Regions from separate parts of the Mus musculus genome. Here regions 2, 3, 4, 5, 6 and 7 are each linked to region 1. A link is a contact called in public HiChIP or PLAC-seq, Micro-C and capture Hi-C data. All regions are on one chromosome and are shown on one strand. Each heading gives the region's core, a stretch centred on a gene start, on an enhancer-like site or on the middle of the called end of the contact. The rest is flanking DNA. Distances are from core to core; before and after follow the strand shown.

The links. A called contact is a pair of places that touch in the nucleus more often than the background predicts. HiChIP or PLAC-seq counts read pairs in DNA pulled down with a chosen protein or histone mark. Capture Hi-C pulls out chosen DNA fragments and counts their contacts.
Region 2: a contact with region 1 is called in an H3K4me3 HiChIP or PLAC-seq map of embryonic forebrain, with 4 times the contacts expected there. The contact joins the promoter of F5 here to the promoter of Prrx1 in region 1. A contact is called at or near these places in 2 of 39 promoter capture datasets (embryonic stem cells and stem cell-derived epiblast-like cells), 1 of 484 Hi-C or Micro-C datasets (embryonic stem cells), 7 of 115 datasets of contacts at active chromatin or transcription factors (embryonic forebrain, embryonic limb bud, embryonic stem cells and 3 more) and 2 of 9 other capture datasets (embryonic stem cells and macrophages).
Region 3: a contact with region 1 is called in an H3K4me3 HiChIP or PLAC-seq map of embryonic limb bud, with 7 times the contacts expected there. The contact joins the enhancer-like site here to the promoter of Prrx1 in region 1. A contact is called at or near these places in 16 of 39 promoter capture datasets (the 3T3-L1 cell line, HPC-7-derived erythroid cells, the SN4741 cell line and 9 more), 25 of 484 Hi-C or Micro-C datasets (the C2C12 cell line, the HL-1 cell line, the MC3T3-E1 cell line and 12 more), 13 of 115 datasets of contacts at active chromatin or transcription factors (the NIH/3T3 cell line, astrocytes, craniofacial prominence and 7 more) and 4 of 9 other capture datasets (adipose tissue, embryonic stem cells, embryonic trunk and 1 more).
Region 4: an H3K27ac HiChIP or PLAC-seq map of embryonic stem cells shows a contact between it and region 1, with 4 times the contacts expected there. The contact joins the promoter of BC055324 here to the promoter of Prrx1 in region 1. A contact is called at or near these places in 5 of 39 promoter capture datasets (the 3T3-L1 cell line, embryonic stem cells, hippocampal neurons and 2 more), 1 of 484 Hi-C or Micro-C datasets (embryonic stem cells), 3 of 115 datasets of contacts at active chromatin or transcription factors (astrocytes and embryonic stem cells) and 1 of 9 other capture datasets (embryonic stem cells).
Region 5: a capture Hi-C map of embryonic stem cells shows a contact between it and region 1, with 6 times the contacts expected there. The contact joins the promoter of Scyl3 here to the promoter of Prrx1 in region 1. A contact is called at or near these places in 15 of 39 promoter capture datasets (the 3T3-L1 cell line, HPC-7-derived erythroid cells, the SN4741 cell line and 8 more), 1 of 15 datasets of contacts at CTCF or cohesin (the NIH/3T3 cell line), 17 of 484 Hi-C or Micro-C datasets (the HL-1 cell line, beige adipocytes, embryonic fibroblasts and 4 more), 16 of 115 datasets of contacts at active chromatin or transcription factors (the NIH/3T3 cell line, astrocytes, bone marrow-derived macrophages and 10 more) and 4 of 9 other capture datasets (adipose tissue, embryonic stem cells, embryonic tail and 1 more).
Region 6: a contact with region 1 is called in a Micro-C map of embryonic stem cells, with 4 times the contacts expected there. The contact joins the promoter of Prrc2c here to the promoter of Prrx1 in region 1. A contact is called at or near these places in 1 of 39 promoter capture datasets (liver) and 3 of 484 Hi-C or Micro-C datasets (embryonic stem cells and muscle stem cells).
Region 7: a contact with region 1 is called in a FOXA1 HiChIP or PLAC-seq map of pancreatic cancer cells. The contact joins the promoter of Eef1aknmt here to the promoter of Prrx1 in region 1.

The regions. Positions count from the first base shown.
Region 1 is chr1:163,311,837-163,315,531 of GRCm38.p6, reverse strand. Prrx1 (paired related homeobox 1) reads left to right here and starts at 1,882. Exons shown (of 4, transcript NM_011127.2): 1 at 1,882-3,137. The coding sequence starts at 2,897.
Region 2 is chr1:164,150,045-164,153,822 of GRCm38.p6, reverse strand. F5 (coagulation factor V) reads right to left here and starts at 1,988. Exons shown (of 25, transcript NM_007976.3): 1 at 1,703-1,988. The coding sequence starts at 1,860. It overlaps Gm16548 (predicted gene 16548), which reads left to right and starts at 1,606. Exons shown (of 3, transcript NR_037987.1): 1 at 1,606-1,964.
Region 3 is chr1:163,905,491-163,908,960 of GRCm38.p6, reverse strand. All of the region lies in intron 19 of Kifap3 (kinesin-associated protein 3), which reads right to left. Among named protein-coding and RNA genes, the nearest start is that of Scyl3, 23 kb to the left of the region's middle. Within about 2 kb of position 1,355, at least 30 of the 459 cell types and tissues checked have an H3K27ac peak or open chromatin away from gene starts, as enhancers often do. A contact at or near this core is called in the C2C12 cell line, craniofacial prominence, embryonic fibroblasts and 3 more, where this site is marked.
Region 4 is chr1:163,992,594-163,996,059 of GRCm38.p6, reverse strand. BC055324 (cDNA sequence BC055324) reads left to right here and starts at 1,264. Exons shown (of 24, transcript NM_201364.2): 1 at 1,264-1,450. The coding sequence starts at 1,340. Mettl18 (methyltransferase like 18) reads right to left here and starts at 1,171. Exons shown (of 2, transcript NM_027279.3): 1 at 989-1,171; 2 at 1-146.
Region 5 is chr1:163,928,245-163,932,023 of GRCm38.p6, reverse strand. Scyl3 (SCY1-like 3 (S. cerevisiae)) reads right to left here and starts at 2,259. Exons shown (of 14, transcript NM_028776.5): 1 at 1,838-2,259.
Region 6 is chr1:162,738,622-162,742,063 of GRCm38.p6, reverse strand. It overlaps Prrc2c (proline-rich coiled-coil 2C), which reads left to right and starts at 1,508. Exons shown (of 35, transcript NM_001081290.1): 1 at 1,508-1,739.
Region 7 is chr1:162,546,747-162,550,535 of GRCm38.p6, reverse strand. Eef1aknmt (EEF1A lysine and N-terminal methyltransferase) reads left to right here and starts at 2,191. Exons shown (of 8, transcript NM_144877.1): 1 at 2,191-2,432. The coding sequence starts at 2,280.

The DNA.
Region 1 (3,695 bases), core at 633-3,132:
CCTGATCTTTTACTCAGGATTTGGTCACAAATGGCAATCCTCACGTCTGAAAGAAAAAGGAATCCATCTGTGTAAGTAAAGATGGAGCGCATGAGCCTCCAGTCTGAGAAGATATGGGAGAGACTGATGCTGTCTGGCCTTAGGAAGAGAGAAAGGGTGTCTCCTTTCCCCTAAGGGAGCAGAGAGTTCCAGAGACACCGGTGGAAATATGCCACTTTAACCTGACCATCGAGTCGCTTCCACTCCAGGCACTTTAGGCTCTAGGAGTCTCACCGTTGGCATCTCCGAAAGCACCTCAGGATACTCAAGTCCCCACTCTGTCTGGCCCACCCACGGGCAAGTCCCCAGCGCAAGAACCAGCTCTTCTGGCTTAGATGCCCTCCGGCAGACAAACCTTCGCGGCTCAGAGCCTGAGCTGCCGAGCAGGGGCGACCAGAGCACTTTGGCGGGGCTGGGGGCTGCCGGTCGGGGGCACGGCACGAGTGGCTGGAGCGAGGCGAGGGGTGGAAAAAGGAGGGGGCGGCGGGTGGACTAATGATGAAAAAGTCTCCTCCATCCTGGCTCCTTAATTAAATGCATGGAAAGAACCGAGGCGCGCACATCTGGTTTCAATCTACAGCCCTTTGATGGCATCAAATGTTCTTTTCCCAGATCAGGGCTGGAAGTTCTGGGCTAACTATGGCCGTTTGGAGCACAGAAACCATTTATACACACTGGGACCCTTCCTTCTTTTCAATTCAATCTCATAGCTACAGGAGAAGGGGAAATCTAGCAATCAGGGGAGCGAGGGGAAACGTATGTATGTGTGTGTTTAAAGAACATAAAACGCCACAAATAAGCACATACTATTTTACTTACTGGCCATATAGTAACTCATTCCTAATGAGACTATTAAAGCTGTTACCAGATTCCAACAGGTCATGAAAACACCGTCCAGCACCGCTCTGCCCTCTGTCAAGCCTGGTCATAGACTTCGACCTTCCTCAGTCTCTGTGTTTGCCAGGGCCTCACCGAACTGGATACAGATTAGCACAGAGCCCACCCCACCCCCAGCTCCTCCTGCTCCCCCCAACTTCTTCAGCCCCAGTGTTCCTGTCTGCTCTGATCTGGGGCAGCCTCGGCTACGAGCAAGAAATTAGAACATTGGCAAAGGTAGGGGAATTATCAGGACGGACTTTCTTCTGGTTTAATGAATATGTAAATTTTCTACTGTCTGAAGCCTGGGGATTTCTGGTGGCAGCGAAAGTCTCGAATCCATTCGAAGCTGAAGACTTCTGGATCTGCCCAAGCCGTCTTTAGATCGTAGAGAGCCTCCCGTTATTATCGCTCTTGTTATTTTATTACATTATTTAATAGGCTGTCTCTACAGAGCCAAACGAGCTTTAATAGGCTTGCTCTTTTTTGCCGTTCAGTCTCAGACTCTCCCTGCGCTCTCCGCCAAAACAAAGCTGCAGGAAAAGTTACTGGGGGGCGGTGCAGCCGCAGATTTGACTGTTATAGATGTGCATCTTTTCCCTGTTCCTTTTTCTTTTTTCTTTTCCTAACAAGTTTGCCCTCAGCTGTTATCAAAACATGCAAATGAGATATTCCAAGAGGATCTCAAACAAATCCGGAGGAGTTAATGCTGAAACAAAATAATCAGCCCCGTTTTAAAGTGACTGCGGGTTTCGGGCACTTTTCTCTCTGTGATACTACTGCAAGGGAATGATAATTAGACCTTTATTTTAAAAATCCAAAGGGGCTCTCTCCTTAGCTTCCCTCCCTTTTCCCTCCCTCCCTCCTTCCTCCCTCCCTCCTCCTCTCTTGCTCCCTCCCTCTCCCTTTCTCTCTGGCTCTGATGTTGGCAAAGGGGTTTTCTTAATCAGACTGTTTTTTCGGTCCGAGGAAAAGGAGGTAGGAGATTGTGATGGAGAAAGGGGGTCTGTAAAACGTCAGGCGCCGCACAAAGGCTTTGCCACGTAATTACAGGCTCCTATTAAGTGGAGATCTGCCCTCCCAGGGGTCTCCAATTTTCTTGTATTCCCTACAAAGCCTCCTCTCCATGCCAGCCTGTGCCTTTTGAAGTGCCAGAGAGCTTCTTGATCCAACTGAGAAGGGAAAAGGAGCTCCGCACGGAGAAGGGGGAGAGAGCGGAGGGAAGGGGGACCGCCACCCTTCTGCAGACTCTTGAAGCCCCGCTTCTTTATTTCTTATTTTTTTTTCCTCCTTACGAAGAGTAAAGTGAGAATCCTGCTCTCTAATACATCTGCAAGACATCACTCTCCTGAAATTCTAGTCACTCCCGAGAATCCACAGGAGTGCAGAGAGGGGGAACGCGCTTTCTTGAAGACATTTTAAAGCTGGAACAAGCCTTCTTCTGTTGGCGCTTGAACTCTTGCCGGGGGAATAACTTTTTTTAACCTCTTTCTCTAATTTTTTTAAAGCCACTTTGATTCTTCTCTCCACCCCTTCTTCTCTCTTCTGTTTGCCTAACTCCCCCGCCCCGCTGGCCTCCCCTTTCCTCGCTCCCCCTTATTATTATTTTTAGTGTCTGCGAGTGGACGCTTTTTAAGAGTTGAAAGGGATATTTTTTTTCTTTTTGATCTAAGCATAGGTTGTTTGTTTTGTTTTTATTTTTGAACTTTTTGGTGTGGATTATCTCTCTGGACCGCGCTGGACTTGGCTTTAGCGAAGTAACCGAGGCTGCAGGGAAAGTTACTTGTCCCGAAAGTTCTACACTTCAGAAGGGGTCCCACCCTCTGTTTCTCTCTCTCTCTCTCTCTCTCTCTCTCTCTCTCTCTCTCTCTCCACTCCCCCCTCTTTCTTCCCCACTCGGCTCCTCTCCCCCCTCACGCCCACAGCGTTTGGTGTTGATTCGAGCGGGAAGAGGGGGGTGGGTGGGATTGGAGGGGAGACCATGACCTCCAGCTACGGGCACGTTCTGGAGCGGCAACCGGCGCTGGGCGGCCGCTTGGACAGCCCGGGCAACCTCGACACCCTGCAGGCGAAAAAGAACTTCTCCGTCAGTCACCTGCTAGACCTGGAGGAGGCCGGGGACATGGTGGCGGCACAAGCAGACGAAAGTGTGGGCGAGGCGGGCCGGAGCCTGCTGGAGTCACCGGGACTGACCAGTGGCAGCGACACCCCTCAGCAGGACAGTGAGTGAGGGCGCGTGCTCCGGGGAGTGTGCGCTGGGGACACAGGGTGGAGGCCCGGGGAGGGCGGCGGGAGCGTGTTCCAGGCTTCGGTTTCGGGGAGACAAGGCGTTAAGAAGTTAGGAGTCCTGGGAAAAGTGGCTGGTTGCTGATCGCAGAAAGACCGATGAGAAAAAGAGGGCTCCCCCAATGCTGTAAGCCAAGCGGGCGCTGGAGAGAGACCCGGAGGCCCAGGGACGCTGGGAGGCCAGGGGATCCCATGCAGGGATTCTGCGGCCACCACTGTCTCCAGCCGCCAGGGCTGCATCTCCAGTTCGGGCGGAGCGGCGGTCAGAAATCCCGCAGGCAGGCGGGGCGTCCACGCCAGGGTAGGAGCGGTCCGGTCCGGCCAGAGCGCAGGCTACACAGCCACCTCGGTTAGAGAAAACAGGGAACAAAGATGCAGGGCAGGCTTGGGAGCGCGTCTTCCCTGGGGTTGAAGGGAAAGCACTGTGCTCAGAGGAACCTGGAAGACAGGACTAAGGTCGCATACCCTCTGTGCATATGACCCAAGCCTGGAAA
Region 2 (3,778 bases), core at 739-3,238, 840 kb before region 1:
AAAACTCTAGGATTTGTATTAGAAAAAATCCTGCATTGGGAAGATAAAGGCGCTTCCTTAGAAGATGCAGAGGATAAACACCCTCCTGATAAAGATCCTGGAGGGTTAAACCATTTCCTCAGCTTTAGCTGACCCAGTAGGTGTCCGCTCCAGTCTCTATGTCTAGAGTCAACAAGGTCAGGTGTCTTGATAACTACATCTTTCACAGGAGGGATGAAGACCCTGGGAAACTTCCTTTAGCAGTTTTCCCTACTGGTAACTTACCCACTTCTCTTTCCTTACCAGGGGAAGACCTGTGCAATGTTGTTAGCTAGAGTCCTCATGCTGTGCATTTGATCGGAATTTGTTCATCTCTAACCTTGTGTTAACTCAAACCTACCTTTGCCTTACCCCAGGCTGAATGCAGTCACTTGAACACAAGTCTGTGTTCTCTGCCCCTAAGCAGCAAAATTGATGTTGGAAATAATGTTATTTTCTTTTGGGATTGGGGTGGGGTGGAGGTGTTCAGTTAGTGGTACTTTCCTAAGAGTATGGGTGTGGTCTAGATTATTACTCTGAAAATGCAATCTTTAAGTCATTTAGATGTGATATTTCTCACTAGCATGATACCAAGACTGAATACAATGCCTTCCCAAACAACCCAGAACCAACAACAGCAAACTCAAAGGCTGATTATTCATTTATACTAAAACATTACACATTGCTTTCAAGATATTACATTATTTTCTTTGGCTGATTGCTTTGGTTTTGCAATTGTAAAAGAGGAACACATCTTTCACAATCACTTAAACTTTGATGTCAACTAAAAGGGAAAAAAATGCGTCAACCAGTAAGCGAGGCTTAGCATTTAAAATAAAAACACTCGTGGTCGCAAGTGCTACGTAGAATCTATGACTTGGGTAACTGCAGGCAGGTTAGCAAAATATATTCTGCAACTCAAAGTTAGGTTTGATATTATTTAAGCCTCCTCTTAGTTAGACATGCCTTTGAATGACTACCTTATGTGCTCACTAACATGGGTAATAATCAGGGCAGACCAAAATACCCAGGATAAGTCATATTCCAGGAAGTAACTCAAAATGAGAGGAAAAAATGAAGCCACATTAGGTAGCCAGGGGTAAGTCTAGGAAAAGTGAAAATACAAGTGTGCCTTCCCTTCCCTCTGAACCCACAGTGAAAATCGTTTATAGGAAGGCAACAAAATCTCCTTATAATGAAGTACATGGTGACAGCTTTGACATCTTTTTCTTTAGAAGATGAACTTGTGTTTAACAGGAATAAATATTATATAACTAGAAGGTCCTTTTTCTTTTTTTTAAGCAGACTGTCAAAAGGCTTAAGCCGAATGCACAGGAAGGGCTAAGAGGGCTGTGGAGGTGTGTCCTTTCAACCCATCAATACACTAAACTAACAAACGTGGGGGGAAAACAGATTAGGGATTGCACCTGGAAAGAAAGCCACAGCTAACCATTCACATTGAAATTTCCACATCCTCAAAATGATAAATTATGTCCATAGAGACAAAATTACACCCACACAACATTAGTCTCTCTCTCTCTCTCTCTCTCTCTCTCTCTCTCTCTCTCTCCTCCTCCTCCTCTTCCTTTTCCTTTTCCTCCTCCTCCCAGCCCACCCCCACCCCTTGCAACTATAATAGATTTTCTTCCTTGAAGAAGCCCACCTGGATTTCACCCCCAGTTACCTTGGATCTGTGGGCTCAGGATGATAGTTCCAGAGGATCCCCTGAGCTGCCACATAGAACTGCCTTAGTTGCGCGGCCTCTGCCTGGTGGCTGCCCCAGCCCGCCCAGCGGGTTCCCAGAACCACCAGGAGGAAGAAGCACGGGCAGACTAGGAGCATGGCCCTTGTCCTGCCGCGCGCTGCCACCACCGACAGTGCTCAGTGCTCTGTCCCTGTTGCGCGCTGATCTGTCTCCCTGGAGGACTAAGAAGCTGCAGGGCACAGTGAGTGTCCCTGTCCCCTGTGGTGGCTGTCTAACCCTACCTCCCTCTATGCCTAGTGTAGGCAGGGGCTTGTTGAGGTCACTCCCCCCTGTGGCCACAGGCATTTACTAGAGAGAATGCCAGACAAGGAATGTAGAGGGAAAGGAAGGGCAAGCCTGCTGGAGGTTATGGCTCTGGAGCAGTGCCCAAGGGTCTCCGCCCCATCACAAAGCAGCATTTCCCCCACTTCAACGTAGGTGGGAGCAGCAATCCCACTTAACCTGCGCGGGTGGAGGTGGGGGGATGGGGTAGGGGTTCAAAGTTTAGGCTTGTCAGCTGATTTCTGCAAGCCTTAGTAAGACCCAACACCCATCCTCAGATCCCAGGAAAATGGCACTGCACAGTAACCAGAAAACAGCCTCAGGACAGGTCCACCAACAGGTTAGCAGTCTGAATCTCTTAGGACAGACCGCTTGGTAAGGGCTTGTCACCAGCTCAAGTGTAGCCGAGACCAGGGTTTAGAGAACTCATTTGAGATAGTCAGTAGCTGTGTGGTCTGGGGCCAACTATGTCTTTAGAAATACTTTTGACATCTGTAAAATAAGAATGGCAATTCTAGTTTTCCTTGATCTTATTATTGGGAGGGGACAAACTGTTGTAAACTGGACAGTCCCCAGGGCCTAGGTAGCTACAGTCTATGATCTTGTCTTTGCTCGTTCTCCTGTATCCTTGGCATGGTGTTTTAGATTTTATTTTTCTGTTGGTGGCAAAGCTGAGAATTATGCCTGAATCAGCAGGATGGCCTGCCCTGAATTCTCCAGAACTTTGTCTCTGCTCAGACTTTCTGCTTCCAGCACATCCAGTAAATTGTGATCTGGTACCATCCAGGTTCCGCAGCAGCCTCTCCCTCTCCCTCCCCCTGCCCCACCCCTCCCCCTTCCCTTCCTTCTCCCCTCCCCCCAACTCCTGCTTCTGTTTCTTTGCTGATCACATCACTGATATTCTTCAGTCAGTTTATAATGCCCCTTCTTGAGTCAGGCATGATGGCACATGCCTGTAATCCCAGCACACGAGGGCTAGAAGCAGGGGAATGTGAGTTTGAGGCCTGAGATCAGCCTAAGCTACGCAGTGAGACCATGTACTGAAAAGTAATTAATTAGCAGATGTGTGCACACATAACTACACTAGGAAGAATGCTCACACGGATTTCCTTCCCTTTCTGCTTCCCTGCTCTTTAAAGTCAGAATTTCTGCCATTGTCTCTGATTCTGGGTTCCAGTTGACTTTTCCGTTTCATGAACTTAATCTGCTCAGATTATATACTCCTTTTGCTAACCTTTCATTAGGTTTTCAAGATGCCCTTGTATCTGTGGCTAGATTATGATCTATTCAAGAGCAGGGATGATGTCTTATACTCCTGATCCACAGTTCCAGGAGTTTCCAAAATGCAAATTCGGACACAAGAGACATGGTTGAGATCTATGGTCCTATAATATCTAGCCTAGTATCTGTCTATCTGTCTGTCTCTCTGTTTGTCTCTGTCTCTCTCCACACACACACACACACACACACACACACACACACACACACACAGACACACACACACACACACACACACACACCAAATTAGATGCTATTGACAATGTAAGAAAAAAAAAGCAGCAGGTCTCTAAATTACTTTCTTCCCTTTTCCCCCAAATCATTGCAACTTTTCCAAGGACAGCTTTACTGCCCTTGCTTGCTTGTCTGCTTATGTGTCCAGGCTACATGGTGACCAATGGATCTCATTACAGCTCAGCAAAGCAACTGCAGTTTTTGACTCCTTAATGTTTGCAT
Region 3 (3,470 bases), core at 106-2,605, 590 kb before region 1:
TAAAGGGAAAATTATATAAGTATTGGGAGGCTGTATTTAAGTCATTAATCTGGCATTCATTAGACGTTTTTGTTAATGGCACCTCCCAGCTGTAAGGGGAAAACACTGTGGGGCAGATTCATTCAGTAGTGCCTAGCTGATGCTTCAGATAAAAACTACTTCACACCAATGGAGGGGGTGTGTAAAGAATGTCTTTCATTTATTCCAGTCGGTAATGAAATCCCACTTCACTGGCTCTTCTCTAATCTCAATTAATACTTGTCTTCATCCACGTTCCGCGGTGTCTTGAGCAGATTCACAAGGAAGATAAGAACACCTCTAACCAAACAGTGACGTGCCCACACCCGGGAGCCCGGCGGCACGCACACAGTGCAGGAAGGCGCAAACAAAGGGACTTATCGACCTGTCTTCTTATCAGCAATTGAGAGAGAATTAGATGCTTTTTTTCACTAGGCCAGAGTAATGGCTAACACTTGTCTGGGTAAGAGTGGACTGTCAATCATGAAGGAAATCACAAGCATTTCCATACATGGAAGTGGTTTCTGAATTTCTGTCTTTTTTTTTTTTCCCAAATCTGCACACCAAGAGCCCTTCCTTATTAGCCTCATCTTACTAGAAATTCTTTCTATTCTTATTTATCTGTTCTGGACATTCAAGGAAAATACTTACACACTTTGTATTGTTCTGATCGAAGACTGGCTTTCCAAAGCCAGCTTAAAACGAGAGAACTGCAGTTATTAACGAGTTCATGACTTTTCCTTGTTCATAGCACCTACTACATCTTGTCACATAGGATTATCAAGCTGAAGTGAGCAGTCACCTACACCTGGAATGGTCTCTGACTTCTAGAGAAGTCTTTTAGTTAGGGCACAACATCTAGCTATCTTTGACTACATGTCCTAATCGTGCATGAGAACTTCTTGAAACTACTGGTGGGTTCTATACTGTCAAATGATGACTCGAATCCCAGCACTTACTGAGTGGCTTAAGTAACTTCTCCATCAATAAACTGAGTCATTAGCACCTCTGGTAAATAACTGCTTGTCTGGTACTGGTTTGGCATTTATATAATCTGTCATTATGTCTTTGTTCTTCTTAAGGCACAAAAATTACTGTTAGAGGTTTTAAGTAGAGAGCATGGGCTCAGTAGCAATGTTTTCTCAGTGACAGATTAACCACGCTGTCTGGTACTGAGTGAGTTAAATGTGAACACCCAAACTAATTACTGTGTAATGCTAACCTTAGTTGCTGGTTCATTTTGAGAGTCTTTAAAATATGAACTGTGTGTTTTACCCCTCTGCACTCTCTTAATGATTTGTTTTTTTAGACTGAAATCACTTCCAGCCATCAGCTATGTTCTTGGTCTCTACACACGCACTTTTCCAAGCACAAATATTTCTTTTTCCTATTGGTCTGCCAGCCCTGTCAGAGCAAATTTCACTTTAAACTAAATGCTATGATACTTAAAACCTCTTGGATTACTTGGGCTGCTAGTGTGATCTATGACCTTCCAAGAATGACAGCTGAACTTTCCAATTTGCTTAGACTGCTTGGGGAGCTAGAAAGCACATGCCAAAAGGAACACGTTTGTGATGTTTGAACAGAGAGGAAAGTTCTTGTCGGAGGTGGGGGCAGGAGACTATTAGGTACTGAAAAATACTAATAAGAAATGAAAAGAAACTAAACATGCTGTAAAGTCAAATACCTTAAACACAATCCAAAGTTAGCACACAAGCACTAAAATGCTCTGGCTGGACTAACTGGCTAAAATGTAAATAACCATATTTAGTTACTGTAACCTAAGTACCAGTGGAATCCAGTTAGACTACATTACTGAATGAGTAAGTCCTAAGAATGGAAAAGAATCTCAAATCATCCTGACTAATACAAAATATCAGGCTATATCAATTTTTCCCTTTCCTTTATAAAATAGAGATTTGATATTTGAAAAATGTCAGAGGCAATACAGCCATCGAACATGGATGTTATCCCTACTGATAACATACTTGTCTCTCTTAAATGAAAATGTTATTAACTTCCTATAAAAACTCATTAAAACTCCTTAAAAGAATTAATAGTTTGTGAAATTTTAAATATAGTTTTGAAACTTTTCTCTTTATACATCATATAAGACAGACAGATATGAATCTTTAAATTGTCATAAAAATAGGCTGTTTAACATAAAGCTCCCAACTTATCTGCGACTATTTACCAATTCCTTTCCTTTATTTTGTTGAATAATAGATAAGTCATGTCAGTGATAAAACTCATATACTGGTTTGTCAGGAAAGACTTTTTGGAAGATAAATTAAACTAATAGTTCTTAAAACTTATGAACAGAAATGTGTAGATTACAAAAACCATAGAAAAACTCATTAAAAATCTATGTTTAAAGAGCTAAGCAAGAACATCTGACACCTTGATTATAAGTGAGTTTTAAGTTGCCTACTTAGGCTACTTTTAGGATTTACGTGGGGCAGTACTATTGCGACCCTTTAGTTGCTAATTCAGTCACTTCAGCAGTAAGTACAGGTAGACGCCAGATAAATTCTTCAGAGTATGGACTCCAACCAGCACCACAGCAATCTCTGCATTTACTCTAGAGGCCTGCTTAGCCCACAAGGACACACTTTATAACAGTAGAGCTCCATCCATTTTCTACCCAAGGTTAAGGTTAACTATGGACTGTTTGGTTACAAGTCTTCTGAGAATAGAATAGGACTTGACTGTACTGTCTTCAAAGCACAGGGTTAAGGAGGCACTGTCCCAATGCCAGGCAGATGGAGTGTAGACAAGGATGTGGAAGCACAGGATTGCTCATGGACAATGCCATCAAAGTAAGAGTGTGTGGGTCTGATGTTGTAAGTCTGTCACTTCTGTCTTTGTGGAGTACTGACTATCTCTTATTCAGAGTCCGGTATCAAGTGTCTTCCATGTATAGCCCATTCTTAGGTATATATTTGGTACTGTTGATATCTGGATTATAACTGTCACCTTATATGGGATGATAATGATGCATCCAGAAATGCTTTGGAAACTCTGGCTCCTACACATGATGTAGCAACAGTGAAGAGATAGTCCATTGCATGTGGCATGCCTCTTGCACATGCTTTCTGTTTGCCTTTACAAGGCTCCTGCATAAGTCATGGAGATTTATGCCTATGTCGAGGCATGCTAATTATTGCTGCTGTAAAATAATGTCACATCCAATCAGCCCTTCCTCTTGCCATCGTGAGAGTGGACTGCTTGTGTAAACTGTTTAATTCAATCAAACACTCAGATTCTACATCATGATAAATGCAAATGGAGAACACCTTTAGGAAAAGTGAGGGCAATGTCCTACTTTATATCCCACGGGCCGGCTCATGTTAAAGCAGTAAATCAAGGGAGGATTTCTAGGCATTCATGCAGTCTACTACTCGCTCTGTACACCTACCTATGCTCAGGAGACTGACAGTGATGGTTTCTTT
Region 4 (3,466 bases), core at 15-2,514, 680 kb before region 1:
TAGAAAGAATTTAATGGCATAACCGATCACACAGTCGATTAGTTCTGTTGCGCCCAATGTCTGTTAGCTGCGTATACACCATCAGATGTATTCAGAGGGGGCTCCAAAGACGTTTTAGACGCCTTTGATCCTTTTTCAGTTCAGCCCTGGAAAGGGAAGGGGGAAAAGAAAATGTTTAAAAACAAAAACAAAAAAAGGCTGTGTGTATGCGATTTAGCAAAATGCACAGATGCCTTAAGTATTCAAAAGTAGAAGATAAAACATAAAGACAAACAAAAGAATAGCTATAGCAGCTACCACCTTCACCAGAACAATAAACCCCAAGATTTGTAGACAGGACAGCCTAGCTACCTGCTGCCTGGTCTTTTTTTTTTTTTTTTTTTTTTTGGTTTTTCGAGACAGGGTTTCTCTATAGCCCTGGCTGTTCTGGAACTCACTTTGTAGACCAGGCTGGCCTCGAACTCAGAAATCCACCTGCCTCTGTCTCCCGAGTGCTGGGATTAAAGGCGTGCGCCACCATGCCCAGCTTCCTGCCTGGTCTTTTAGTTGCCTTGTGCTCAGGCATCTTCACCTTCATCTTCCTAAATTTCTGACGCATCTACAGTAATTATTTTCTCTTTGTTCACAGTGGCATCCAGGTTTGTTCCTTCATCTCTGCCTCGCAAAAACAGTTTAAGGTTTTATTTGGGTAAGTAGGGTATCCATTTTCAAACACACACAGGTGTGTGTGATCTGGTGTGTGCAAACTCATCCAAACGGTACATTTATGTGTACGTAGTTCTACACCTTATGTGACTGGAGGGATGAATAAAGACTAGGACTGTGGAAAGTATAATCGATTGTATAGAAACATTTCCGGCAATATGCCAGACCATAACACCCGTTTTAATTTGCACATTTCTGGACGGTGGGATCTCCGTTCACTTGGCAGGAGCCGTAGGAACGGAAGCACGCACGCCAGTAAAATCATTCCTATTCTCGAACGCACCTCACAGGGGAGTAGAGTCATTCCTGGCCTCAGCCCAGGTCACCCTTGAAACTACGCGTCGTCTCAAAGTCCCCCCGGACTGAGGATAGCAAACCTGAGGACTTCTGGTCTCAGCATTGGAAAGTCAGACGCCAGGGCGAACAAACTACCGGAGAAACTCGCCTTCAGCCTACGGCGAACACCAACGAGATGAGTCCTCCAATAGCTAGAGAGGGCCCCGACGCTTGGGGGCGAGAGTGCTCCTCTCTATGGTTTGGTGGGGGCGGAGCTCTCTCAAAGCCTGCTGGGACGGCGTTCCAAGCTGTGGCGGGAGTCGTGCGGATTCGTTCGTCTCTCGGGGGTGGCGAAAGAATGTCGCAGGACGATGCGGAGGTGGCGAGCGGGGTCGTGCTGGAGGAACTCAGCAGCTGGTCGGAGGAGATGTGCCGTCGGGAGCTGCCTTCGGTGCTGCCCCGGCTCCTCATATCCTTGGAGGGCGCTGAGCGGGGGGTGTGTCGCGAGCCTGCTCCGCCCTGACGCGGGCAGCCTGGGATTCGAACTCTGTTTTGTTTTGCGAGGTGATGGTTAAGGGAACGAGGACAACCGTGGGTTGAGGGGCTAGGCGCGCCTAGCATTGTCGGACGATTGCGACTGGAGCGTTTGAAAATGATGAGTGCTCTCATGCCTTAAGTTTAGTTCTCTGTTCCTAAGTTTGCCCGGTCGGTCGCACTTGCCTAAGTGTGGGAGATGCCCGCGCTGGTGCTCAGTATCTGGATGAAGCGTGAGAGCTGAAGGATGTAGTTGTAGTTCTTCCGTGGTACCACATCTTCAAAGGATGGTCTGTAAACAAAAATGCTTTTCCCCTTTCGAACCCGTTTCCCTTTTAAGTTACAAGGCGGTGCTTCAGGTATTGGCTTTAATCGAGTTGTAATTGTGTGGAGTTAGGTGCAAAGAATAATTATGTAATGCTTTTGTGTTTGTAATTGGAAGTCGACTCCCTTCATGTAAAAGGTGATTTTAATTTTATGATTTTGATCATACCTTCTATTTAAAATTACACACACAGAAACAGACACACACACACCCCTCCAAAAACTGAAAATACCATTACATTTAGTGAAAGTTCAAACCTTGCACGAATGATGTTTCATAGTATAACTTAAGTTCTCTCACACTGAAGTCATTCCTTAGACATTAGCAAAATCCAACGTGGTGCTGATGACCGTTTTTAAAGTACTCCGTGTGTGGATATGGAATTATTTTGCTTTTTAGATGGTAGTCCTGACTGGCCTGATACTAGCTATACAAAACAGACTGGTCTTGGGTTTGCAGTAATCCTGAGTTTGCAGTGCTGGAATTTTTGTGTGTCAACGAGAAGGGTTGTTTTTATGGAATTTCCTCCTGGAAACAACTGTTTTCCTACTCAAAAGATGTTTATTTATGTAATGTGTGTCTCAGACTGCTAGGCTTAGAGGGAATGAAGATATCTGTTATTTACCCTCCCCTCAGTATTACAGGTACCACACTACATTTAGAGTACCATTTCTACCTTACCTTGCTACCTACTGAAAACGCAAATCTCATTTCCAGGTTTTCTTCTGTAAGTAAACCTTGAACACTCTTTTTGCAACCAGCTAATTATGATTTCTGATTCTAAATTACTCCATGAATCTACCTGTCCCCCACTGTGATTCTAATCTTTACAACCTGTACTAGGAATATTTTTTTTATTTTCTACATAGTTCTTCTATAATACATTCTTAACAAAGTTTAGAGTAAAAACAAGCAAACAAACAAACAAACAACTCCAAACCTCCCTCTTTTATATGTGGCTTAATTTTAAAAACACAGTCTGAACTTGTCTCCAAGGTTCCCTATAGTTTGAACCTGGCCTGTCCTTCATACATAATGTCCTTACATTCAGTCCACCAATCATCAGGCTGACCTACTTCAGGGTCTTTGTTCTCAGCCCAGCTTGTTCTCCAGTCTTTTCAACATCTCATTCTGGGCTTCCTCAGAGTTACTTTCTTACAGGAACCTTTTTATCAATCTTTTTTTGTTTGTTTGTTTGTTTTGTTTTTTCAAGACAGGGTTTCTCTGTGTAGCCCTGGCTGTCCTGGAACTCACTCTGTAGACCAGGCTGCCCTCGAACTCAGAAATCCGCCTGCCTCTGACTCCCAAGTGCTGGGATTAAAGGCGTGTGCCACCACACCCGGCTCCTTTTTCTCAATCTTAAGCAGTCCTTGAAACCTTTAACTTTTTTTTTTTTTTTTAAGGTTTTGATTGCTTTGTTAAAACACTATGATCAAAATCATCTTGGGGAGAAAAAGCTTTATTTCAGCTTGAGTGAAGTTCCATATCACAGTCCATTATCAAAGGAAGTGAGGACAGGAACTCAAGCAAAGCAGAGACCTGTGGAGAAGGACTGCTTTCTCCTCAGTCTATGGAGGAGGACTGCTTACTCCTCAGTCTGTGGAGGAGGACTGCTTGCTCCTCAGT
Region 5 (3,779 bases), core at 1,010-3,509, 620 kb before region 1:
GGCCCCATGGAAGCAAACACGTGGTAGGCACCAAGGAAGTGAGTGGTCAGTGAGATAATGGTAGGCACAAGCTGGGGGAATGGCTGCTTTATAGAGACACACAGGCATCCTCCATCTTGGCCCTGCCTAGTGCCTGCAGGACGAGCAGCTGGCTTCCAATCCAGTTTTTCCACTGCCTCACTGACTAAGCCTCTAGGTGCTTGCGGCTTCCCTGGTGTGGCTTGAGTGGGCCTACACTCCCTGAGACCAACGGACACTTCTACTCTGACCCCTGCTTCAAACACCAGTGAGAAGAGAGGTATGAGTTAGGGAAGGGTTCATTTGAAAAGTATGTGGACCTAGCCTGCATTTTTGGTTCACTACAAAATAAAAGTTTTCAAAATTAAACAATAAAGGAAAACCACAGCAGGTGAGTATCTTCTTGGCAGAAAAACCAGTTTAATTTCGTTAGTCCTGAAGGGATACTGCGGTCACTGAGATTCATGAGCCACGCTGGCAAAAGGCAGGGGCAATGGGCATTTAGCTTACTGATTTCCAATAGCAGGCCAAATCCTTGTTGGAATATTGGCCCTTAGATTATCTATTAACCCTAACTCAATGTTATAAATACGAACATAATACCTTTAGATTTGCAAAAATACTAGGAAGCTACCAAAACCAGTCATTTTTCACAGTGATAAGTCGCCTATGACCCTAAGGAAGAGCACCTTTAAAAAGGCAAGGCTCAGTTTCTACCGAAGCGAATAGGATGCCCTGTACAGAGCCCCGCGCCCAACACAGCAGGGAAAGGGCGCCGAGGACTGGATTTGAGAACACACAAGGCGGTCACTCTGGTTCTCCCCACGCCTGTATCTAAGAGGCAGGACCGCTGGCACCAGCAGTGTTTTACAACCCTCAGGACGGAGCTGAAAGGAGCTTATGGAAATGCAAGACATAAGGAACACTCCCAACTCCACGGATTTTTTCTTGGTTTGGGAAGTAAGAAGGGGACTATGAAATAGTGCCAGGTAGCTTTGAAAGTCACACGAAGGTAGAAAAGGATATTCTAATATGGCATTTTTACTGACTATACCACTTATACTTTCTATAATGAAACGTCGAGTTGACAGTCTAGGATGTGACTGTACACTTTAATCTATCTATGTCTTCCATCCTTCTCATTTCTTTGGCTTCAGGCGAAGCTTCTGAAGGGTTCCATTTGGTTTGGGAGCAGCACCTTGCCTAGGTATTCAACCACATACCACGTGTGCTCTGGGGGAAGTATGTCCCTTAGTTCTCCCGACAGTAGAGACTCTCTTCGGTTCTAGTTCCCTTCGCTTCAAAGAGCCAAAGGTTATGACTTGCCCGAGAGTCCTAAGGATATGTACTCGTTGGCACTTAGATACTGGGTGACAAATCTTACCAGCGGCCCTGTCTCGGCCACGTATGTTCCCTGTCAGGAACTCAACCGCATTGTGCTAGCTGACAAGCAAAACATGTAGTCTCTGTGGACTAAAAGTACTCCGAGGTGTGACATCAGCTCAGAGCACACACATGTCCCCCAACCCAGCAGCAGCAGCGATCCCAGAACTCAGCAAAAGCGACCTTGGGAGATGTTGTTGTCTTTTCTACACGTGAAGCCCGGGGGCTGAGTGTGGACGCTCGTCGGGGACCCTGCACCGCGCGGCCTTCCCGCTGGACTCCAGGCCCGGTCTCTCGGCCCTCCACCGGCCTCGGCCGGCGGGGCTCACCCGAGACGCCAGGCACAGGGGCACCCCGAACTCCCCGGGGCAGCGCTCAACCGGCCGCCCCGGCTCGCTTCCCGCCCCGCCGTCCAGGCCGCACGGCTCCCGGTTACCTGCGGGCGGCGGGAGGAGGCTGGCGGCTCCGCTCCCTCTTGGCCCGCGGCTGGCTCCGACGCTCAGACCCCGGCTCCTCCACCCACAGACACCCCCGAGGACCCGGCTCCGGCGGCTCTCCGAGGGCCCGGAAGCGGCTCAACAGCCGGGCCTTCAGTTCCTCCGACGCCACCACCGAGGCGCGAACCCGGAACCGAGCTAGAGCGGCCGCACAGGTGCTGCGAGGGCGCGGGCCCGGGTAGGTGTGGGCGCCAGGGGAGCCTGCGCCGCACGCCTGTTCCCGGCAGCCGGCTCTGGCGGCAGGGAAGCCTCTCTGCGTGTGTCTTCAGCCCGACTGCAGGGGCATCCCGGTTTTCATGTTTGGGTTTTTAACCAGCCGCTTTTGAGTTCATTTCCGCCCGAATCCAAAATGGCCACCTCTGGCTTCAGACAAGTAAGGGGGCGGGGAGGAGGAGGAGAGGAGTTTGGGGCTGAGCCAGAACTTTTCCGGTTGTGACTGCCCCCTCAGCATCCTGGCCACCAGGATTGGCCTGCTGTCAGAGAAGATATGTATGTATGTATGTATGTATGTATGTATGTATGTATGTATGTATGTATGTATGTATGTATTTAGTGAAGTCAGAAATCATGGCGATTAACGCTTGAGACTTAATTAAGGCTTAAGGTTTCAGATGGAAAACCTGGAATCATAATTCAGCGAAATAGTACAATTAGAAGGAATGTCACGCAAGACCGGAGAGGACCGGACAGGAGGGAAGAAAGTGAAGAGGAGAAAAGGGGAAGGGAGGAGAGGGGAAATAAGGATGGGGGGGGGGTGTGTGGGAAAGGAACGGAGGAAGAGAAGACTACACCTGTGATAGAATTACCAGCTCCAATATCCGCTGACTTCTTGTTCTCTTCGAAAGTTCACCTTCGTTACAATAACCGAAGACTAAATGATCAACCCATTTGCGTGTGGGAGGTCGCAGCCAGCCTCTGCCTTCCTGGTAAAGAATGTAGATAAAGTAACATCAGCTACCACGTCCTGTAAGGCAAGTCAGAATGAGACCAGGATTGTCTTGATCAATTTATTTTGTGCCTTTCTTTTCCTGGAGGAGTAGAATTGAGCCACTTCAACCAGGGCAAGAAATCCACTGGGAGGATGATGCATTCCTGACTCACATCTATGCTGTATCGTTCGCTCTGGGTGCTTGCTCGCATTCTCATCCATTCTTTGATCACTAATCCTAGTCCAGCTGTGGATGGGATCCTGGGTAGCATGTAGCCTGTTTTCTCAAACACGATGGTCACCTACTCCTCTAAAATTAACACTAGAAGACAGTTCCCTGCTGCATGTGTAAGACATGATTGGAAGGGACACACTCAATACTTCTACCATCTACTCACTTCATTTATCCTGGTGTCACTCAGGTTTCTAAATAAACCATCTCTTACATCTCTGCATTAAGATTCCAGATATTTTTGAGGCCACGGGTTAACTTACACATCTTACCCTCAATAGGGTATGTCAGTCATTCTGTCCAGCGGACATTTGATTCTGTAGGAAAAAGGACCAGTATTGTACAGGCACACACAGATTCAGTTACCCCGCCTGGAGTTGGGTGACAGGTGATATTGCTCAGGTGGCACATGGACACGGGCTGGAGATAAGTAAGCTCTGCCCCTGGCTTGCAGTTCACTGATTAAGCCAGGCTCTCTGTCCAGGGAGCCCCAGAATCCACCTGCCTTTGCTTCCCCAGTGCTGGGCTTCCAGGCATAAGAACTTGGATTCTAATGATCAGACTGAGGTTCCAAGCACCTTACTGACTGAGCCATCTCCTAATGCCCCTCCCCACAAGATTACAGATTATTTGCATATGAGCCTTTGTGAAGATTTTGGGCTCACTAGATTCTTATGCCTTTCAGCCTATTTGACCTATTTTGAAGTTACTCATTTTGGCA
Region 6 (3,442 bases), core at 259-2,758, 570 kb after region 1:
TATAAATTCTGTTACTCTAGAGAACCCTAATGCACAACTCTTAGAAACTCATGAATTAATATTCTGTTTGTACATGTCAGTCTCATAACCAGGTAGATGTCAGCATATTTGATTGTTGGAGGGATCCTGCATTGCTCAAGAAAGATACTTCAAGTCCAGGATACAGAAGACTGGTTCTAATGGATTGTGGGAAAATAACCAAGGTGTTTTCTTGGTGAAAAGACAGGCCTCTCTCTGTCCTGTTCTATCAATCAGCAAATTATGTCTCATTTTGGAAGGTCTCTGAAGGGGCTAAGGGTTATAGTTCAGTTGGATTAGCACTTGCCTAACATGTTGAAGGCAAGCCCCAGATTCGAGCCCCAGAAATGCAAAGCAAACAAAATCTAAAACAAATGATCACAAATGTCAATTGGGGAAGAAGTTACTTGTGGTTACTGCGCTATTATTTTATGGTTGTTCTAACGTTGTGGTATCACCCCATGAATACATGCCAGTTGCAAGCGGAGGAGTTTACTCAGACCAGGACAAGAATCTTTGGATTTATTATACACTATAGATATCTCATAAAGTAGAGAAATATCACATACTCGTGGATTACCTTCTTTCCGTTGGGGAAAGGAAGACCAAACCTAGAGACTTGCATATATGTGACAAGATACTACGCGGCACTGAGGTACATGCTCAGCCCCCAGGTAGAATATTATCATTTTCCTTCCTCACTTCGGGTACTGCCTTGTCTCTACTATACACTTACCTAGTAAACATCTGCATGAATGACTCTTTTTTTTTTTTTTTTTTTTTTTTTGGCTTTCGAGACAGGGTTTCTCTGTATAGCCATGGCTGTCCTGGAACTCACTTTGTAGACCAGGCTGGCCTTGAACTCAGAAATCCACCTGCCTCTGCCTCCCAAGTGCTGGGATTAAAGGCGTACACCACCACGGCCCGGCCTGCATGAGTGACTCTTAACTGTTAGTTTTCTCTGTTAGGTAGTTGTTCCAAGAGGTAAACATTGCCAGAGGAGTCAGAAATAAACAGTGCCTTATTTTACACCAAAATTACAAATGCCGAAGGTGGCCTCAGCAAAGCACGCCAGTCGCTTTTGTCCCTAACACTTGGATTATTTTTTTCACTCCGAGGTAACTTCGGTCTTCTCAAATTGCCACCACACCATGGCCCCTCACTTTGCCCCCCCCCCCCCCCTAAGAACATTCGGTCAAAGCGCAGGTTGTAAACGTTTATGTTCCTCCATCAGTTGTTGTCAATGCACGGAGACAAACCAAGTCGTGATTCCTCACGGAGGGCTCAAGGTTTTTGGAATCTTCCCAGGTGGAAAAGCTTTGTCTCCGAAATGGCTCTGCTTGACGAACTCCCTCCTTCCAGTAGGAGGTAGCGTTGCCCTCCGCCGCAGTCGAGAAGCGGCGGAGGCTGTCACGTGACCCCGCAGCCTCAACCCCTCCACCCCCCCCGGGGCGGTCTTGCGGAGATTTGCCTTACGTACGCAACGTCATGACGTAGCACGTAGGGGCTGGCTAGCCGCCATCTTGCTTCTTTTTCTCGCTCGCTCTCACCCTCTCAGGAGGTAGCGAAAGTGCTTTGGCGGTTTGTACGGCGGTGGCTCGGGCTTTCGGGACCGAGCGGCCCTGCGGACGGTCTCTCGAGGCAATCTCCCCTCCCCTGACCCTGATCCGTCCGGGGCGAGCCCCTTGGAAGCGCGCAGACTTGGTTCTCAACCCTGGCGGGTAAGGAGAGCGAGGGCGTCCGGACCGTGAAGAGGCCCGATGGAGGAGGGAGGGAAGGCACGGGCGCTGGAGCCAGGCCTGGGGGCCCGCGGCGTCTCTCCCTGGGCTCCCGGCGTCGTGCTGTCCGCGGAGATCCGGAGCAGGGCTCGTCGCCCATGTGCGCGGCGTGTGCTGCGGCGGGGCGGCCCTGCGATGGCCGAGGGAGCCTCCGCCCGCGCGGGGCCTGCGCGCGCCGTTTTTCCACGGCGTGGAGGACGGTGCCCGTGGCGGCTCCGAGCGCTCTTAGTGCCTGCGGATGCTCCTGTGGTGATGGCTGGCGTTTGCAGCCAGCGGTGTGTAGTCCAGGGCGGTCGTAGAGGCTCTACCAGGACCCAGGACCAACGAACCCCACTTCCGCTGGGGACAAGCTGAACAACTTCTTGGAGGATTTGAGTAGTCTTTTCCTCCCTCTAGGCCGCTCCAGCCCGGCATTTGTGGGAATACGGCTCGGCTGCTGCCTGATTTTCAGAGAGAGCGTTTAGTATTACTGGTTGCTAGAGTAGAGACCCTAGTTAAGACCGAAGAAAAATAGCATGGGAGCCAGTGAGGACTCTTGCTTGATTTTGCATATAAGGACCGCTCTGATCTCTTTAAAGGGGATGTATATTTGTTTGAAGTGTGTTCAAGATCTTTGGGGTGGGGGGATCCAACTTGCCTAGTAATTCCTGACTCTTAAAACTACCCGGATTTCCGCATTGGCTGGTCTTCAACCTCGGTTCATAAATTCATACCCCAGCAGGATACTTAGAATTGTACAGTAGGCGGCCCTCCTGTTAGGGTTTCTCTTTGGGAATGCACCAGAAGAATCGGAAGATGCTTGCTTCATCGAGTGCTCAGGAGTCAATTCCCGCTAATAGACGTTACAGAGAGGGTGGTATGAAGCGGCCACCACGTCTGACCTCTAGCATTTTTTAAAAGTAGATTTAAGCTTCCATGTTGGTCATTAAGATGCTGCTTTGGCTGGAGCCATTTTTAGGTGTGTGTCACAGATGCACTGCAGCATCTTTTCTGGCTGGCTCCAAATGCATTGATTCTCCAAAAATTAGAAATAGATTGAGTTTGCATATAGAAAAGAAGTTTTTATATGATTTTTCTGGGATGAATTTGTCATAATAAGCTTTTGGGTTTTTTTGGGGGGGGTGTCTGTAGGTGTGTGTGAAGAACATAGAATGCTGGCTGATCTCTCATTACTTAACCTCTAACTGTATGCTCTCAAGACCTTTATATACATTATCCTTTTTGATCCTAGTCTTTGAGGAAGGAGCTCTTATACTTGGTTTACAGATGAGGACAAGATATTTGAGAGATCGAAGTAATTTGATCAAGGTCACAAATTTGTAGTGGTGCTGTAGTCAAAGCCATACTTTCTAAACCCAGAGGGGATGCTCTGAACTATCAAAGTGTTCATTTGGTCTTGTACATTTATAATTGTTGCTAAAATAAGGCACATTTTTAACTGGTACTTTTTCTTTAGCTTGCTTGGGTGTTTGAACATTGTTACATGTGAAGGTTAAAATGCTGCCAGATGTAAACGTAGTGTCTGTTTGGTGTCATAGGAAGACTAGGGGAAGACAGAAATGGGCTTGAGGCCAGCCTAGGCTGCGTAGTGAGAGCTTGTGAATGTTCAGTTTTGTTTTGTTTTTGAGAAGTGATTGTGAGCCCAT
Region 7 (3,789 bases), core at 942-3,441, 770 kb after region 1:
TTTTGTAGACTTTTTAGTCTCATATTGCTTAGTTTGGACATGTTAGCCTTACTGGTCTTTTGCCTGTATATTATGGTTTTTAATCTTGTGGGTTTTTTTTTTTTTTTTTGGTAGAAGTAATTTTTTTAAAGAATTTATTTATTGATTGTATGTATATGAGTACACTGTCGCTGTCTTCAGATACACCAGAAGAGGGCATCGGATCCCATTAGAGATGGTTGTGAGCCACCACGTGGTTGCTGGGAATTGAACTCAGGACCTCTGGAAGAGCAGTGAATGTTCTTAACCGCTCAGCCATCTCTCCAGCCCTAATCTTGTGTTTTGATGGGTAGTTTTTCTGTTTTTTTTCTTCATTCATTTATTTATTTTTTTAATTCTGTGTGTTTTGGGCTGGAGAGATGGCTCAGAGGTTAAAAGCACTGGGTGCTCTTCCAGAGGTTCTAAGTGTTCAATTGCCAACAACCACATGGTGGCTCATAACCATTTATAATGAGATCTGGTGCCCTCTTCTGGCATGTAGGCATACATGCAGGCAAAACACTAATATTTTATTGTTTATTATTATTAGTTGTAGTGGTAGGTTTTTTGTTTTTTTTTTTTGTTTGTTTGTTTGTTTTGTTTTTTGTTTTTTGACACATGGTTTTTCTGTGTAATAAGCCCTGGCTGTCCTGGACTCGCTTTGTAGACCAGACTGACCTCGAACTTAAGAGATCCACCTGCTTCTGTTTCCCAAGTGCTGGTATTAAAGGCATGGCACCACACCTGGCATAAATAAATAAGTCTTAAAAAAATACTGTGTGTTTTATTTAGAGAGAAAGGTCACGGAGTTGAGGAGGTGGGGAAGAGCTGAGACAAGTCGGGAAAGAAGAAACCACTACCAGATTATATCATATGAAACTTTTTAAAAATAAAAACAAGTCCAATAGACGATTCTGTAATGTTTGAAGATGACTTTAAAACTTATGTCTACTCTAACTGTTCCGTGTCTGTGCTAGCACTGTGTGTATAGGCTGTGAAAAAGAATCTCTGGAAAGGAGCTGTGTCCTCAAAGGCTCATTGATTTCAACGTCAATGATGTGAAGCCGTTGAAAGGTTGCATGCAGTTCCAGAGCCAAATTTTCCTAGAACATCTTCCGGTCCTTTAGTAGTTATTTAGTACTTGGCAACATCTTTTGTGACCCTTAGGTAAGACCTTTGGAAAGTATGAAGAGACCTCTAGGTTTTCTTGTGGTTGCAATCATCTTACAATATACTCACCAATGTATTTGTAAGTGTCCCGTTTTACTACTTTCTGTGTTGTTACTATAAAAGTTCATGCAATTGCTACCTCATGGGAACATGGTATTTGAGGAAGCTAAATCTGTGTTCCTGGGCTATGGCCAGTCATATCTGGGCTCCATCTCTTATTCCTTTAACGCGAGAGCTGTTTCTTTCATCGTCTCTTCAAAACAGCTCTTCACTAGGAACTTCCTTGGGATATTTTCATAAAACGATCATTTAAAAGGATGGTATTGTTCATCAGACACATAAACTATGTCTTTACAACTGTCATCAGAATGACAATTTAAGGACTCCAATGATAAAATGAGCATCTTCATAATGAATGGTTACTGTGTTTTGAGAGGCAGGGAAGGGAGGCACTTCGGTTAAGTCTCCTGATATTCACCGTTGTTACTGTATTAATAGCAGGGCTCTGTATTTTGGAGTAGAAAAAGCAGTCATTTTCCTCTGAATTGACCAAGAACGGTGGCAAAGTGATTCCGGGAAGAGGAGATGAGCTCACATTTTCCTGAGGAAGGGGTTTCTAGCTGAGACTCCTGCTCCTGCGCAGGTCAGCTCCCGTTGCCCCTCGCGCTCTCAGCTGGGGATAGAGCGCAGCTCACAGAGGCTGCGCGCGCAGCCCCGCCCGGTTCCACGAAGCAAGCCTCTTCTGCCCGGAGTCCCGCAGGAAGTCCCGCCCGCTCCGCCTGCCCAATCACGAGACCTCTTACCCGGATATGGTTTCTAGGTTCTGAGTGTAGCTGCGGGAGTGTGTGGCTGCTGCACGTGGGGCGCGGACCGAGGGTGAAGAAAAACAAGGGGGGCGGCAGCGGCGCGTGGCCAGCTCAGTGGTTCGTCCGCGCGTCTGCTGCACAGGGCCCGGTTCGGTTGGGTTTTGCGTGCAGAACAAATCTATGGTGCCTGTAGTGGCTAAGATTCCCGCCGCTGCTGCCTCCCGGTGCTTCCCGGGGTGATCTGTCACCAGGAGCAGTGTCGAAGACGCCGCTCACGGTGGGAACATGAATCTCCTACCTAAAAGCTCCAAGGAGTTTGGCTCTGCCGACTACTGGGAGAAGTTCTTCCAGCAGCGAGGGAAGACAGCTTTCGAGTGGTATGGGACCTATCTGGAGCTGTGCGAGGTGCTGCACAAATACATAAAGCCCAAGGAAAAGGTATGGCGTGCAGCCAGTCCCTTGTGGGGACTGAAGATAGCAATCCTAAGTTTAGGAGGCAGGAGGCAGGCAGGCGTGGGGACCCCACTCAGATCTATCATTTTAGGATTCTGCCCAGCATCTTGGCTAAGTGGCAACCTTAAAGATAGCCATTTAAAAGTAAAGATTTTCAGTTAAAACTTCATCCTTAACCCGTTTTGGAATAGTGGCTTCGTCAGTAGACTGAAAGGGTGTTGTGTCACTGTGCACACGTGTGGAATAGGTAGCGTCGTGGGACTTTATTGGTGTATATGTTTATTAAGTCACTGCCGAGTGCTCATCAAATTTCAGGCTTTGTGCCCAGCCCTCAAGCTACAGGAGCAGGAAGCCACAAACACAAGTTAAATTCCAAGTTAAATAGGTGTGGACGAGTTGGAGCTTCGGTAGGGAAGGAGACTTAAGGTCTGCTATGCTCGGGCCTTTTATCTCAACAAATTCAGGCGGGTAGTTGTGCACTTATTTTTTTCAAGTGACTGTTGGAGGCCATGCATGTAGTAGGTGGTCAAATAGAGATTTAAAAGCAGGTCTGTCTGGCTCCAGGGCATATCACTTCTCATGGAACTATGCTTTGCCCTCTAGAGACGGTGACAACAGAATTTTTGAAAGATGAATGGAGGAATGTGCCACAAAGAGAAACAACAATTCGTATTTTTAAGTTTGGCTTCAAGTAGTAAATAGCATGAGATAGACTCTGGGATGGGAGCAGGCTCCAAATCCTCACAAACTAGTTTGTTGTCTGAGGAAATAGGAAGTATGAGCAGTTAGAAACAGTTCTGTCACTCAGCCTATATTTTTAACGGTTTAAAAAAACAAAAACAAAAATGAGGATGCAACTGGTGTTTTGGATTTTGTAACTTCCTACAAACTTCAAGACAAAGATTTCCTTATTTTATTATGTAGATGTGTGTTTGCCTGCCTGAGTTTCTGTGCATCATGTGAGTACAGGAAGTTTGTGGAGGCCAGAAGAGGCTACCAAATTCTCTGGAAATGGAGTTATAGGCTGTGCTAAGAACTGAACTTGGGTCCTTTGCAAGAGCAATAGTTCTAACCTACTGAACCGTCCCTCAGGCTGCACACAAGTTTTGAATAGCGCACATCACACAGCCTGTTCTCACATGACCTTTATTGTGGCATAATACTGTTTGGATTAGTGATTTTCTCCCACGTGTGTCTAGCTTTTGACATTGTAAGAAGAGGTTGTCATCTACAAGGCCTGAGAACCATGCAATCAAGTAATAGAAAAAAAAATTATCAATGCCCCCCTCCCAAAAAAAAAAAAACCCACAATATTTTAAGAATATTTACAGTTTGGTTTTGC